2 separate regions of the Sus scrofa genome follow, and region 1 is linked to region 2. The links are chromatin contacts, called in public HiChIP or PLAC-seq maps. All regions are on one chromosome and are shown on one strand. The core of a region is the stretch at or near the end of the contact, and the rest is flanking DNA. Distances in the headings are between cores, read along the strand shown. Region 1 has its middle 30 kb from the start of CEP76. Region 2 overlaps CEP192 (centrosomal protein of 192 kDa).

Evidence for each region. HiChIP or PLAC-seq counts read pairs in DNA pulled down with a chosen protein or histone mark.
Region 1: an H3K27ac HiChIP or PLAC-seq map of alveolar macrophages shows a contact between it and region 2. The contact joins two enhancer-like sites. A contact is called at or near these places in 2 of 47 Hi-C or Micro-C datasets (embryonic fibroblasts and epiblast stem cells) and 1 of 2 datasets of contacts at active chromatin or transcription factors (alveolar macrophages).

What each region holds. Positions count from the first base shown.
Region 1 is chr6:96,859,558-96,866,507 of Sscrofa11.1, forward strand. No RefSeq gene overlaps it. Among named protein-coding and RNA genes, the nearest start is that of CEP76, 30 kb to the right of the region's middle. Within about 2 kb of position 1,589, at least 16 of the 83 cell types and tissues checked have an H3K27ac peak or open chromatin away from gene starts, as enhancers often do. A contact at or near this core is called in alveolar macrophages, where this site is marked.
Region 2 is chr6:96,702,484-96,708,747 of Sscrofa11.1, forward strand. CEP192 (centrosomal protein of 192 kDa) reads right to left here. Exons shown (of 54, transcript XM_021096019.1): 9 at 4,138-4,308; 10 at 672-839. Among named protein-coding and RNA genes, the nearest start is that of CEP192, 28 kb to the right of the region's middle. Within about 2 kb of position 4,733, at least 62 of the 83 cell types and tissues checked have an H3K27ac peak or open chromatin away from gene starts, as enhancers often do. A contact at or near this core is called in alveolar macrophages, where this site is marked.

The DNA.
Region 1 (6,950 bases), core at 339-2,838, 150 kb after region 2:
TGCTCACGGATACTAGTCAGCTTCCCCATTACCACTGCACCACAACGGAAAGTCCCTCAGTCGTAATTGCTTCAAATATTTATTTCCCTTTTTCTCTTACTTCACCTTCTGGTATTCCCATTTTGCATATCTTATACCCTTATACCTCTTGTAGTTGTCTCACATTTCTTGGATTTTCTTTCTTTCTTTCTTTCTTTTTTTCTTTTTTTCTTTTTTTTTTGCCTTTTCTGGGGCCGCACCTGTGGCATATGGGTTCCCAGGCTAGGGGTCGAATCGGAGCTGTAGCCACCGGCCTATGCCAGAGCCACAGCAATGCCAGATCTGAGCCTCGTCTGCAAACTACACCACAGCTCATGGCCAGGGATCGAACCCACAACCTCATGGCTCCTAGTCGGATTCATTAACCACTGTGCCACACCGGGAACTCCTGGATTTCCTTAAAAAAATTTTTTTTTCCATGGCTCAGCAGAAACAAATCTGACTAGTATCCATTAGTTCAATCCCTGGCCTCACTCAGTAGGTTGAGGATCCGGCATTGCCATGAACTGTGGTGTAGGTCATAGACGTGGCTCGGATCCCGCATTGCTGTGGCTGTGGTATAGCCCGGCAGCTGTAACTCTGATTCGACCCTAGCCTGGGAACCTCCATAGCCACAGGTGTGGCTCTGAAAAAGACAAAAAATTTAGGGGGGCCACACTGGCTGCATGCGGAACTTCCCAGGCCAGGGATGGAACCTGCACCACAGCAGCAGCACAAGGCACTGCAATGACAATGCTAGAGATCCTTAACCCACTGCACCACCAGGGAACTCCATTAAAACTTGTTTTCATTGAAGTGTAGTTGACATACAATTTTATATTAGTTTGAGATGTACAACATGGTGATTTGACATTTATATGCACTACAAATTGGTCATCATGGTAAGTCTAATAACCATTAGTCATCATACAGAGTTATTACATTATTGACTGTATTCCCTGTGCTGTACATGACATCACTATGACATTTGTTTTTTAACTAGAAGTTTATACTTTTTTTCCTGTCTTTTGTCTTTTGAGGCCCGCACCTGCAGCATGTGGAGGTTCCCAGGTTAGGGGTCTAGTTGGAGCTGTAGCCACCGGCCTATGCCAGAGCCACAGCAATGCCAGATCTGAGCCTCATCTGCAAACTACACCACAGCTCTCGGCAACGCTGAATCCTTAACCCACTGAGCAAGGCCAGAGATCGAACCCACAACCTCATGGTTCCTAGTCGGATTTGTTAACCACTGAGCCACGACAGGAACTCCTAGAGCCCTTGTCTTCATCCTAGTTGTTTTAAATTCGCAGTCTGGTCATTTCAACATCCCTTCCACGTCTGGTTCTAAAGCTGGCTCTGTCTCTTCAAATTATGTGTTTTGCCTTTGGTGTGCTTTCTAATTTCCCTTTACAACAGGATGTGATGTTCTGGGTAAAGGAACTGCGATAAAGAAGCCTGTAGTGGTGGGATGAGGGGATGAGGGGTAGGGAGGCATCCCAACTATGGTGAGCCTGTGCCCTGGGCTGTGTCCTTCACAAGTGGTCCTTGTTCCCCGCCCCCTGACCTCACACTGTTAGGAAAGATGAGACGGCTGCCATGGGCTGGGGTTGTATACTTCCCTTCTTCTGGGTAGAGGAGGCTCTGATAAAACCCCAGCGGATTCGGCTCTGGGAAGAGTTTCTACTGAGGTCAGACCTTGTTCAGAAGGACAGAGGGCTCTGGTGAACCCTAAAGTTGCTTTCCCCTCCCCCGGCAGAAACATGAGAGTTTTTCTCTGGTCGAGCTCCTGGAGATAAAACTCACAAGTATGTGCCCCTTCCCTCTCCCCCCTCCCCCGACCTGGGGACCTGGACCTTGTCACTGTCAGCCTTGTCCACCCCGAGCCTCCAGGAGTTGCTGTCTGGGTCTTCCTGCTGCGGGAACTTCTGCACGTGGGCTTCCAATCTGGTAAATTGTGAGTCTGTGTATCTGCCGTTTACCCTGTGACCCCACTAAAAAGAGTCGTTCATTTTTCAGTTTGTTTATCTTTTTCTTTGTTGTTAGGACACAGTGACAACATCCAAGCTCCTTACATGCTGGGCTGAAAACCAGATGTTCCCTTTGCTTTTTACTCTTTAATATTTTGTTAATGTTAGTGTCAACGATAAAACTGATGACGGAGAAACTGCAAAAAGTTGTCCTTGTTCCTTTAAGGAGGTCCTTTATGGCTACACCCCAATTCATTTTTCCAGATTCTTTTAAAGAGCTTGAACCAAAGCTACTGCTAACAAAAGGGTATTGTCAGCTAAAAACTCCCATTTAAAACGAGGCGTTCCAAAATTGTTGACACTTAAATGTCCCTCGAGAGGAGCATAGACTAAATAAATAGTTGGAGAGTCAGACTGGAACACTGGGTGTCAATGTGTCCATGATGTATTGCTTCATTAAGAAAAATAACGAGGAGTTCCCGTCGTGGCGCAGTGGTTAACGAATCCGACTAGGAACCATGAGGTTGCGGGTTCGGCCCCTGCCCTTGCTCAGTGGGTTAACGATCTGGCGTTGCCGTGAGCTGTGGTGTAGGCTGCAGACGCGGCTCGGATCCCGCGTTGCTGTGGCTCTGGCGTAGGCCGGTGGCTACAGCTCCGATTCGACCCCTAGCCTGGGAACCTCCATATGCTGCAGGAGCGGCCCAAGAAATAGCAACAACAACAACAAAAAACAAAAAAAAAAAAAAAAAAAAAGAAAAATAACGAGTTGTCCCAAAATATATATGATTCGAATACACTTTTGTATAAATAAATAAGCACCAGCACACACTCACTAGCACGCAGAAACATAAGTAGCTTTTCCATTCGTGTTAAAGGTCTGAAAGAGAAGATCACAGTATCAGGGGTGCTCCTTGGAGAAGGGCTCAGTGGGAGTGGGGTGCAGGGCAGGTGGGGACATCTGCTGACGACTATGTACTCTTCTGGTACTGGGTTCATATCATCATGTCATTTGGTTCCACTTAAATGGAACCAGAGGAGTTCCTGTCGTGGCGCAGTGGTTAACGAATCCGACTAGGAACCATGAGGTTGTGGGTTCAGTCCCTGCCCTTGCTCAGTGGGTTAAGGATCTGGCGTTGCCGTGAGCTGTGATGTAGGTTGCAGACGTGGCTCGGATCCCGCGTTGCTGTGGCTCTAGTGTAGGCCAGTGGCTACAGCTCTGATTTGACCCCTAGCCTGGGAACCTCCATATGCCGCGAGAGCGGCCCGAGAAATGGCAAAAAGACAAAAAAAAAAAAAAAAAAAAAAGGGACCAGAGATAATCCTTTGCATTAAATAAAATTTCTAGGAGTTCCTTTTGTGGCACAGCTGAAATGAATCCGACCAGGACCCATGAGTGGGTGGGTTCGATCCCTGGCCTCACTCAGTGGGTCAGGGATCCAGTGTTGCCATGAGCTGTGGTGTAGGTCACAGACATGGCTCGGATCCCCTGTTGCTGTGGCTGTGGCGTAGGCCTGCAGCTGCAGCTCTGATTCAGCCTCTAGCCTGAGAACGTCCCTATGCCGCAGGTGCGACCTTAAAAAGCAAAAATAAATAAATAAATAAGTAAAATTCCTGGACCTTGTAAATCTGATATTAAAAAAAATAACTGAGAAACTCAGTGACAGATGCAAAATCAAAGGTAATAACCTTTTAGTTTTTGTGGCCAGGCAGTCTTATTTCACAGAGGACATTGCGTATTTGAAAGTAAAATCGCTTCCTATTCAGTTTCACAAATGGATGCTTTTTGCTAGTCCTAAACCCAAATATTTGTGCAAGGTGTGATCTGCTCTCTCTGGCCTGGCCCCAGCGTCAGCGTGACATTAACTTCTTCCCAAGCAGCTAAGCAAATGAACTCTAGAACCAAAATACTTCGTATTTTAAAAGTTGCAAAAATCTGAACTTGCTTGTCCTCAAAGCTGATGTGAAGAGGCAAAGCAGTGGGTTCAGAGACCGTCTTCAGATGCACCTGCTGCACCTCTGGAAGCTGCAGCTCCAGGCCTGGGTTGAGTCTGCTTACATCTCATTTCAATCCTTCTGGGGGACAACCTTGCCCTGGAGGAAACCTAAATGCAGCAGGAATGACCCACTGGGTCAGGCTGGCCCAACGGATGTGTCAGACTCCTGAGGTTGGGCAGGGTCACCCCCAGGCCCCTAATTAGAAGCAGGGTCACTGCAGTGAAGATGAAGCCAGCCTGCAGGAGGTGGGCCCTTCATCCAGTCTGACCAGTGTCGTCATGAAAAGAGGAGACACACAGAGGGGAGACCACCAGGAAAAGCGAAGCCACTGCACAGGCTGGAGGGCAGGATAGTCCTGCCCCAGAGCCTGCTGAGAGAGCTCGGCCCTGTGGATACCTTGCTTCTGACTTGTACCTCCAGAGCTGTGAGAGAGTCCATTCCTGTTTTAAACATCCAGTCTGTGACAGTTTGTTTTTGCAGTTCTAAGAAACTAATGCATAATGTCTTTTCTTTTAACATTTTTAAATTAAAGTATACTTTATAGGGAGTTCCCATTGCGGCTCAGTGGTTAACAAACCTGACTAGTAACCATGATGTTGTGGGTTCGATCCCTGGTCTCGCTCAGTGGGTTAAGGATGTGGCCTTGCCATGAGCTGTGGAGTGGGTTGCAGATGAGGCTTGGATCCCGCGTTGCTATGGCTGTGGTGTAGGCGGCAGCTACAGCTTCCCCTAGCCTGGGAACCTCCCTATGCCGCAGGTGCGGCCCTCAAAAGACAAAAAGAGAAAAAAACAAACAAAAATATAGTTTATATACAATATTGTACCAATTTCTGCCGTACAGCAAAGCAACCCAGTCACAGACACAGACACACACACTCATTTCTTATATTACCTGTTTTTTAATTTTAAAAGTTTTGATATAACTGTATGATACCTGGAGTTCCCACTGTGGTGCAACAAGATCAGCGGTATCTTGGGAGCACTGGGATACAGGTTCAATCCCCAGCCTAGTACAGTGGGTCAAGGATCAAGCATCACTGCAGCTGTGGCGAATATGCCGTGGGACGGCCAAAAAACAAACAAACAAAAACTATATGACACCTTATAATTCTAGCAGAATTCCATGTAGACATGTTATGGTAGCATTTTTTTTAAAAATTACTTTTGGGAGTTCCCTTATGGCACAGTGAGTTAAGGATCTGGTGTTGCTGCTGTGACTCAGGTTGCTGCTGTGGTACAAGTTTGACGTCTGGCCTGAGAGCTTCTACATACTGTGGGCATGGCCAAAAAAAATTACTTTTGAAAATGCTTACTTGAAAATACTTGCGTGTGTGTTTATTTTTGAAGTACCTCAGAAAAAAGTAGAGAGAACTGTATAAATATATACACAATGACTAGATTTTGAATTATTTTTTCCATATTTACTTTATCTGTTTTTAGTAAAACACTGTGAAATAAGTTACGTACATCATATATGCACTCTTAAATACTTCATTATATAACTCGGAAAGACACAGACTCTCCCACCTGACACCACGCCCTCAGCGTACGTGCTTGGCGAGGTTGATTTCCACCAAGTCCCATCTCCCAAGGGCATTAAGTGACCAGCCCCAGATATAGTCACTAATTCAGGCTGTGGCCCAATATGCCTGGGCTTCATTTGGCCCCATGGAAAAGGGGTTATTTTCACTGGATGTGGGGTCTGGATGCTGCACGTCTGGACTTGCTAGGAACATCCCCCTCCCCACACCGGCTGCCGCCTGCAACTGGAGAGGGTCCAGCTAACAGTCCAGCACAGTGGAAAGCAGTTAAGAACTGAAGAGGGTTTTGTTAAAAAAGAACAAAGAGGAGTTACCATCATGACTCAGTGGAAACGAATCTGACTAGTATCCATGAGGATGTGGGTTCAACACCTGGCCTCACTCGAGGGTTAAGATCCGGTGTTGCTGTGGCTGTGGTGTAGGCTGGCAGCTGTAGCTCCAATTGGACCCCTAGCCTGGGAACCTCCACATGTTGCAGGTGCAGCCCTAAAAAAGCAAAGGAAAAAAAGAAAAAAGAACAGAGAAAGGGATCAGGACCAAGCCCAGGGGACGTTATTAGAATTTGGAAGGTAAATTACCTCCCTGTACTGTCACTGAGCCAGAATTGTCTCCTTTTAGTCTCTTAAGTTATTGGAGATCTTCTATTTTCTTTGCAACGAAAGACTTACCTTTATGCTCTCCACCCTTGGTCACATTCCAAAGTTAAAATACGGTGAAGCACAGGGAGTGGCCTTTGGAGTCAGTGATTCTCTAGAAATTCTCACTCTCCAGTGAATCTAAGAGCTCCTTCTTGGGTGTTTGCTTGATGGTCTTCATTTGACTGCTTTCTGGGGGTGCTGGGGTGCAAGGTGCATGGGCACAGCCTGGCAGCCACCCTGTGGGAACCTGTCACCTTGGGCTTGTTCTGGCCTGGGAATTCCATGTGTCCCTTGCATTGGGCCAAACATATTTTCTTCAGTGGGAGCAAGGGCGGAATTGTGGAGCTCCACTTTTTCTTTCTCTCTCTCTCTCTCTCTCTCTCTCTCTCTCTGCATGTGCACAGCTGCAAGAGGCATGAGGACGTGCCAGGGCCAGGGACTGAACCCGAGCCACAGCAATGGCAACATGGGATCCTTAACCCGCTGGGCCACCAGGGAACTGCAGGCTCTGCTATTTCAAAGTGGGAGTTTTAGCAGGGCGGAGAATCTTCAGGTTCTTTGTCTCAGCTGGTAGCTGATAGCTCTCCTGCTCTCCAGCCCACACAAGGGTGGGTTCGGCTTCCATCCTGCAGACCCCAGAGAAGGAGGCTGGACTGGCTGGGGGCGGGGAGCAGGAAGGGGAGGCCCCAGGCCGGGAAGGAAGCACCTGTGTGCGTGGTGTGTCTGCGTCAGAGACCCAGCCTGCAGCTGGCGTGTTGGGCTCCTTGGCAGGGGCCCCCCTGAATTCCCTG
Region 2 (6,264 bases), core at 3,483-5,982:
GGGTTAAGGATCCGGCGTTGCCGTGAACTGTGGTGTAGGTCGCAGATGTGGCTCGGATCCTGCACTGCTGTGGCTGTGGCGTAGGCTGGCGGCTACAGCTCCGATTAGACCCCTAGCCTGGGAACCCCCATATGCTGCAGGTGCGGCCCTGGAAAAGACCAAAAAAAAAAAAAAAACCCATCACTTCACTTGCAAAGCAGTGAAAATCTCTGCAGTAGAATGTGTATGGAGTAAACCAAAGAGTCACAGAAATCTTAAAGCTCAAGGTTTTGAGAGAGTTAATCCAACCCCTTCATTCCAAACATAAAGATGAATCTCTGCACAGATGGTACAGGTGGAAAGGCAGGAAAGCACTCAGGTTCTTCACACAGGCAAACGGTACACATCACCCTTGGGGACGCAGCTCAAATGATCAGCCACCACGAGGCTGAACTAGTCCAAAGGCAAACACTATGGGCACAAAAGCCATCGGTAGGTGCTCATCACTGGTACTCAATCCCAAATTTACCCACCCACCACTGAGAAGGTGATGGAATAGAAAAGAGAGTTTTATTTCCTATATTGACTTTGCATAAATGGCCAGCTCCCTCGGGTAAAGCAAAAGCTGAAGTTTAGCTGAAAAAATGTACAGAAGAATCAATATGTCACATGCTTTAAGGATCCATTCCTACCTGTTATCAGTGCCGGATCTATTTCTAGCAAGTGTTGAGACAGCAACAGGCAAGCCAAGCTTTGAAGAAAGAGTGACATTTTCCAAAATCCCACTATTACCAAGTAATGAGTTGGTTAAAAAGCTTGGAAAGGACTCTTCAGCTATACCTCGAAAATCCTCCATCTCACTGCAACAATAAAAATATTTTTATAAATCAAATATTACTATAAAACTTCTTCAAATGATCAAGAGTACAAGTCTCATAAACCTTAGAAAACAGATAAATCTTAGGGAAAAAAATCCTATTTTCTTGAAACAGCACTAAGAAGGCGTAATATCAGCAAGCATTGTAAGGTAAAGTAATTCTGACTACACTTCTACTTTATAGCTGAGAACATAAACATCAAACTACCTTATAATTAACATAATAATGAAATACAACACAGCTTAATTTACTCTCGGACTGAACTTATCACTAATGGCACAACACTAACGGCACATCCAAATTATTTCAGAACATTACCTAAAAGTACGTCAGTCGAGTGCACATTCTAACATGGAGTAGAAAAAACAGAACTAGCAAAATCTAGCCCCTGATTTCAGAGATTAAGGATGAATATGGAGAAGTTCCTGCAGTGGCTCAGTGGAAACAAATCCAGCTAGTAACCATGAGGTTTCGAGTTCGATCCCTAGCCTTGCTCAGTGGGTTAAGGATCTGGTGTTGCCGTGAGCTGTGGCGTAGGTCACAGACACAGCTTGGATCTGGTGTTGCTGTCGCTATGATGTAGACTGGTGGCTACAGCTCCGATTCAACCCCTAGCCTGGGAACTTCAATATGCCTTGAGTGTGGCCCTAAAAAGATAAAAAACAAAAAACAAAACAAAACAAAACAGGACGAGTAAGGAGTTCCCATTGTGGCTCGGGGTAACGAACCCAAGTGAGAATCCATGAGGATGTGGGTTTCAATCCCTAGCCTTGCTCAGTGGGTTAAGGATTCCAGCACTGCCCCCTCCTGCCAGCACCCCAGCTCTGCGGTCTTTCCCTCAACACTGCTCATTCTCCCACCTTTAAGGAAGCCCTCCTCCAGCTCAGACCCTGCCACCCCTGCAGCTACTGCTGCCCCATCTGCGCTGCCTTCCCACACAGACCTCCAGGAGGAATCAGCTCTGCCCACCCAGCTCCACTCCAGGCTGGCTTTGTGCCACCACCCCACCAAACATCTGTCAACATCACCACTGCCCTCCCTGCTACACAGCCCCATAACCCCAGGTCAATTTTCAGACCTCCCCCTCTGACCCAACACAACTGAATTCTCACTCCTTCTTCTCAGAAACTTCCTTCACCTGGTTTCTGACTCATAGCTGTTGGGCTCGGGGCTTCACCCACTGCGTCTTGGTCCTTGGAGGGTGCCTCCTGCTCTCCTGCAACCCCGGCCAGTGACGGCTCCTGGGATGCTCCTGGGTCTCTCCCACCTGCCCACCGTCTCTGCATGACTGCCCTCAGCTTCCAGATGCCAAAGCCACAGGACAGGTCCATCTTCAGCCTGGGGCCTTTGCCCTGCCCTACCCACCTGACATTGTCACTTGGATTTCTAACAAGCACCCCTAACGTCAGTCTTGATTCCATCTCCTTGGAACCCCTGCAAAAAAGCTTGCTCTTCAGTCGTTCCCATGGAGCCATGACGACCCCATTCACCAGGTGCTCAGACCAAAAACCACACACACACCCTACATGCAACCCCTCAGCAACTCCCAACAGCCATGTGGTTTCTTGCTACTTCCAAGAAGCCTCCCTGCCTCTCCTCCTCCTCCTCCCAAGACACCCCCTCACCCCTTACACTCCAGTGATCCTGCCGGACAAGTCAAAGGCCATCACTCCTTAGCTGAGAACTCTCCCCTGGCTTCCTGTCTCCTGAGAAAGTCAGCCTTTCTCCCCTCCCTCCATCCTCACCTTACTTGCTGGGAATGCCCAGAACTTGGACCTCAGCTCCATCATGCAGCCCTCGCCTTAAATGAAGAGATCTCAAACTCAGTGCCTTTACGCAAACACACTGACAGACACTAAGACCAAGTGAAGCTACAGATGCATGTGAACCTATTTAAATTCAGTGAAATCATCGTTGCCAAATAAAACACATCTAGTGGAGCCCATTCCTGAGGGCAAGGCATGTCTACATTGAAAACACACCCTGAATCATTCCACATCTGTCTCTGCTACAACTACCCTGCCCTACTGAAAAGCCTCCTAACCAGCCTCCACGCTTCCAGTCTTACCCTACAATTCCTTCTCCACTGGCAAAGGGGCCATTACATGTGAATCTGGAACCGTACCTTCCTGACAACTTCAGTGAGGCACCTCCTCTCCCGCCCACCCAGCCTCACTCACCACACACTAGTTTTTCCATTCCTGCAAGAGCCAAACCCATCCCTACCTTGGGGCCTGGAATACGCTTGTAAATACCTGCACAGCTGGCTCCTTCCCAACATTCACCTCAAGGTAAACGTCACCTTCTAAGCGAGGTGACCCCCTATCAGGAAGTCAAAGTGGCCCCACGGTTTGCCACGATCATTTTAATTTCTTCCAGCATTTATCACTGTCCATGTTGGTCTGTCTTCTTCCACTAAAAAGACTGCTCCCTAAGAGCAGAGGCCTTGCCTGTATGTCACTCCTTAAACTACTGCACAAATCTTCCAACTAGCCTCCTGCATCTAGTCTTGTGCTTACTAAGTCACTCATTCATTTACAAATACATACACCCTGTCCAAATATACACCAATCTCTTTAAGGGTTACCATCCCTCTTTAGGATTCAAATCCAAGAAAATCAGATATTAAGCAAAGATCATTCGTGCAACAATCATTATCAAACACAAACTATGAAAGACCCTCTGCATGAAGCAACATACATGGCAGCTCCCCTAAGGAAGCTGACAACCCCTATCACTTACGACACACCTAAAGTGCTCCAGTAGAGCTTTGCTGAGCATGCAAACAGTAACACAATCCAGTGGAAGATTCCTCAAGATGCAATCTAATACCCAGTCTCTCTTTCCCAGAAAGAATTACGCTCGCTCTAAGCCATCCATGTTGCCCCACATTCCTAGAGCTTTCCTAGAAAGGAAAATCCCCTAACTCGTCCCTATTGCATTACCAGCCCTCCTCAATCACCTTAAGTATTAACACAACACAATGTTATACTTCCCTTGACTATGTCTGAACTAAGTAACCATGTTTGGGATTTCTCTTGATTTTTGCTTAAAGCAGCAACCTCAATTTTCATGCTTGAGTGTACTCATTTAATTACTTTAATTTCGGGCGTGGATATATAAAATATCATTTGCTGTAGTCGACTGGAAGCCTACGTTTATAAGTGAACACATTCAAAAGCATATGCTGCAGAACAAAGGCAAAGTCAAACCTCCCCAAAATCCTAGGGCACTCTTTACAACTAGGTAGGCATTTGGTATAGCAGTTTTCAAAGCTTACCGTAATCTTTGCCCTAAAACTTGAAATCCGGAGAAAGAGTTTATTTTGGGGCAGTAAAAACTCCAGTCGAACGACCTCAAAATGGTAACAGCGAGTGAAAACACTGTCATGAAAACAGCTGTCCTCCAGGCGACCGCCTCGAAGGGGACCTCATGCTTCAGCAAACAAAGTCTGCAGTCGGGAGAAAAAAAGCAGAGTGACGTCAAACACTGTCTCTTTTCCCGTTTTTCCAAGAAACGATCCGCGGGGCCGCAGCGGGACCCGCCGGTCAGCAGCGCGTGACCCCCGCCCGCCGGGCCCGCGAGCGGGGGGGCGTATGAGGGAGGGGAGACCCGGGACCGGGCAACAGAAACGAGACCCGAGTCCGGAGGCCCGGCCCTCACATCAGCACAAGTCGCCGCCGCCCCTCCACCGAGCCCGCGTAGCGGGAAGCAAAGGCCGAGCAAGTTCAAAGTTCGCGGAGGAGGGGGCGTCCGGTGTCCGAGAGCATCGAAAGTGCGCGTGCGCCCGTCCCCCACTGCGGCCGCCGGGTTAGGCCGTACCGCGCGCCCCTCGGGTTTACGTCGGTTCGCGGCACGAGGCGAGGGGCGGGGACACCAAGCGGGCTTTGGATTGGACAGCGCAAAGTGACGAGCGCGCTGATTGGACGAGGGTGCGCGCCCGGATTTGAAGCTTGAAGTCTTACTCCAGCCTGAAGGCACCGCCCTGAGAGCCACGCCCACTGGAGAAGACCGCCCTCCCTTACCCGGGACACCCGGGCGCGGTCTCTCACCTTGTGTGTACTACAGTATTTCGGGTGGACAAGTCACCTGACACACCCCGACCTCGGAAGTGTCGGCACTCTGTCCCTACAGGAACGGACGTGAAATGTGCGGTCATCTGCCGCACGTTTACACGGTTGCAGCTACGGTTTTAAGTCATCCCCGGGTCCGCGCTACACCGAGTCGTTGTTACAGCGCAGTAAGGTTGGTCTGGGTGGAAAGGGGTGAGACCATCCATCCCTAATTACCTTCCTACGTTTTCCCGTCCTCCTTAGCCACGAATCTCATCACCAACACCTGCTCAGCACGAAGCCCTAACTGAAACCTTACTGCTGCTCAGCTTTACTCAAACCACTTCGCTTTATCTCAGAATTTCTTCCACACAGTCCCTCTTTTCCAAAGTAAACTCCTAAACTTCATTCAACCGGTTATGAATATTGACGCTGCACATTTGGGAGAGAATGGGGGGAAAAAGTTGACTTTAACAGTCCCTATTCCTAATTTTAGCCTGGTGGGGAAAGACATGTTAATCACATGACTTTCTATCTCCTCCAAAATATTGCCCAATTACCATTCCTGCAGGCCATCGTCACTGTTTTGCTCTCTCTCTGCCTTTGGAAATGCTGCATCTCTCCATCTTAAAAACGAAGCAAAACACCTACCCTTCCTTAATTGTTTCATCTCACAAAAATCATTCTGTCTTTCCTACCCTTAATCAACTCCTCTCACATCTTACACCACTCATTCCATGTTTTCTGGCTGGCTTGGCCCCAAACACTACTTCCACAAATGTCAGAGTCAGTGACATCTCCGCAGTTCTCTTGACATCTCTTCTTGAAATCTTCCAGCCTTGACATTTAACTACCCCCCTCTTCTACCTCTGTCCACACTCAATGAACAAAGATTAAGTGGAGAAAATCTCAAATATTTTTGATAGGCCAGAAATAGATTTATTAAAATAGGATGCTTGTGAGAGACACAAGCAGGCAGGCAAAGAAGCACTGCCAAGATTTTCTGAATCTTGAAAAATAATCCAAATGTTTAGCGCTAGAGCTGAAAGGATGCTATTTTTGTATAACGAGCAGCCCTCTACCTACACCATGGCCACATGCTGGTGGTGAACTGCTGGAATGTGTCCATGCTCCACCCTGTTGCAGCTTACCATCCTTCATAAAGATCAAGTGACCAGAGCTCTCCCCGAAACACCCAGCAACCCGACCATGATCCCAAAGTATCTGTGGGACAAGAACCTAGACTCTTGACACCAGACTGCCTAAATCTGCTCAAATCTCAGTGTTCTCACTGCCTATGCTGTGCAGCCTCACGCAGCTTTAAGCTGCAGGTGTCCTCAAGGTTTGGTTGAGGA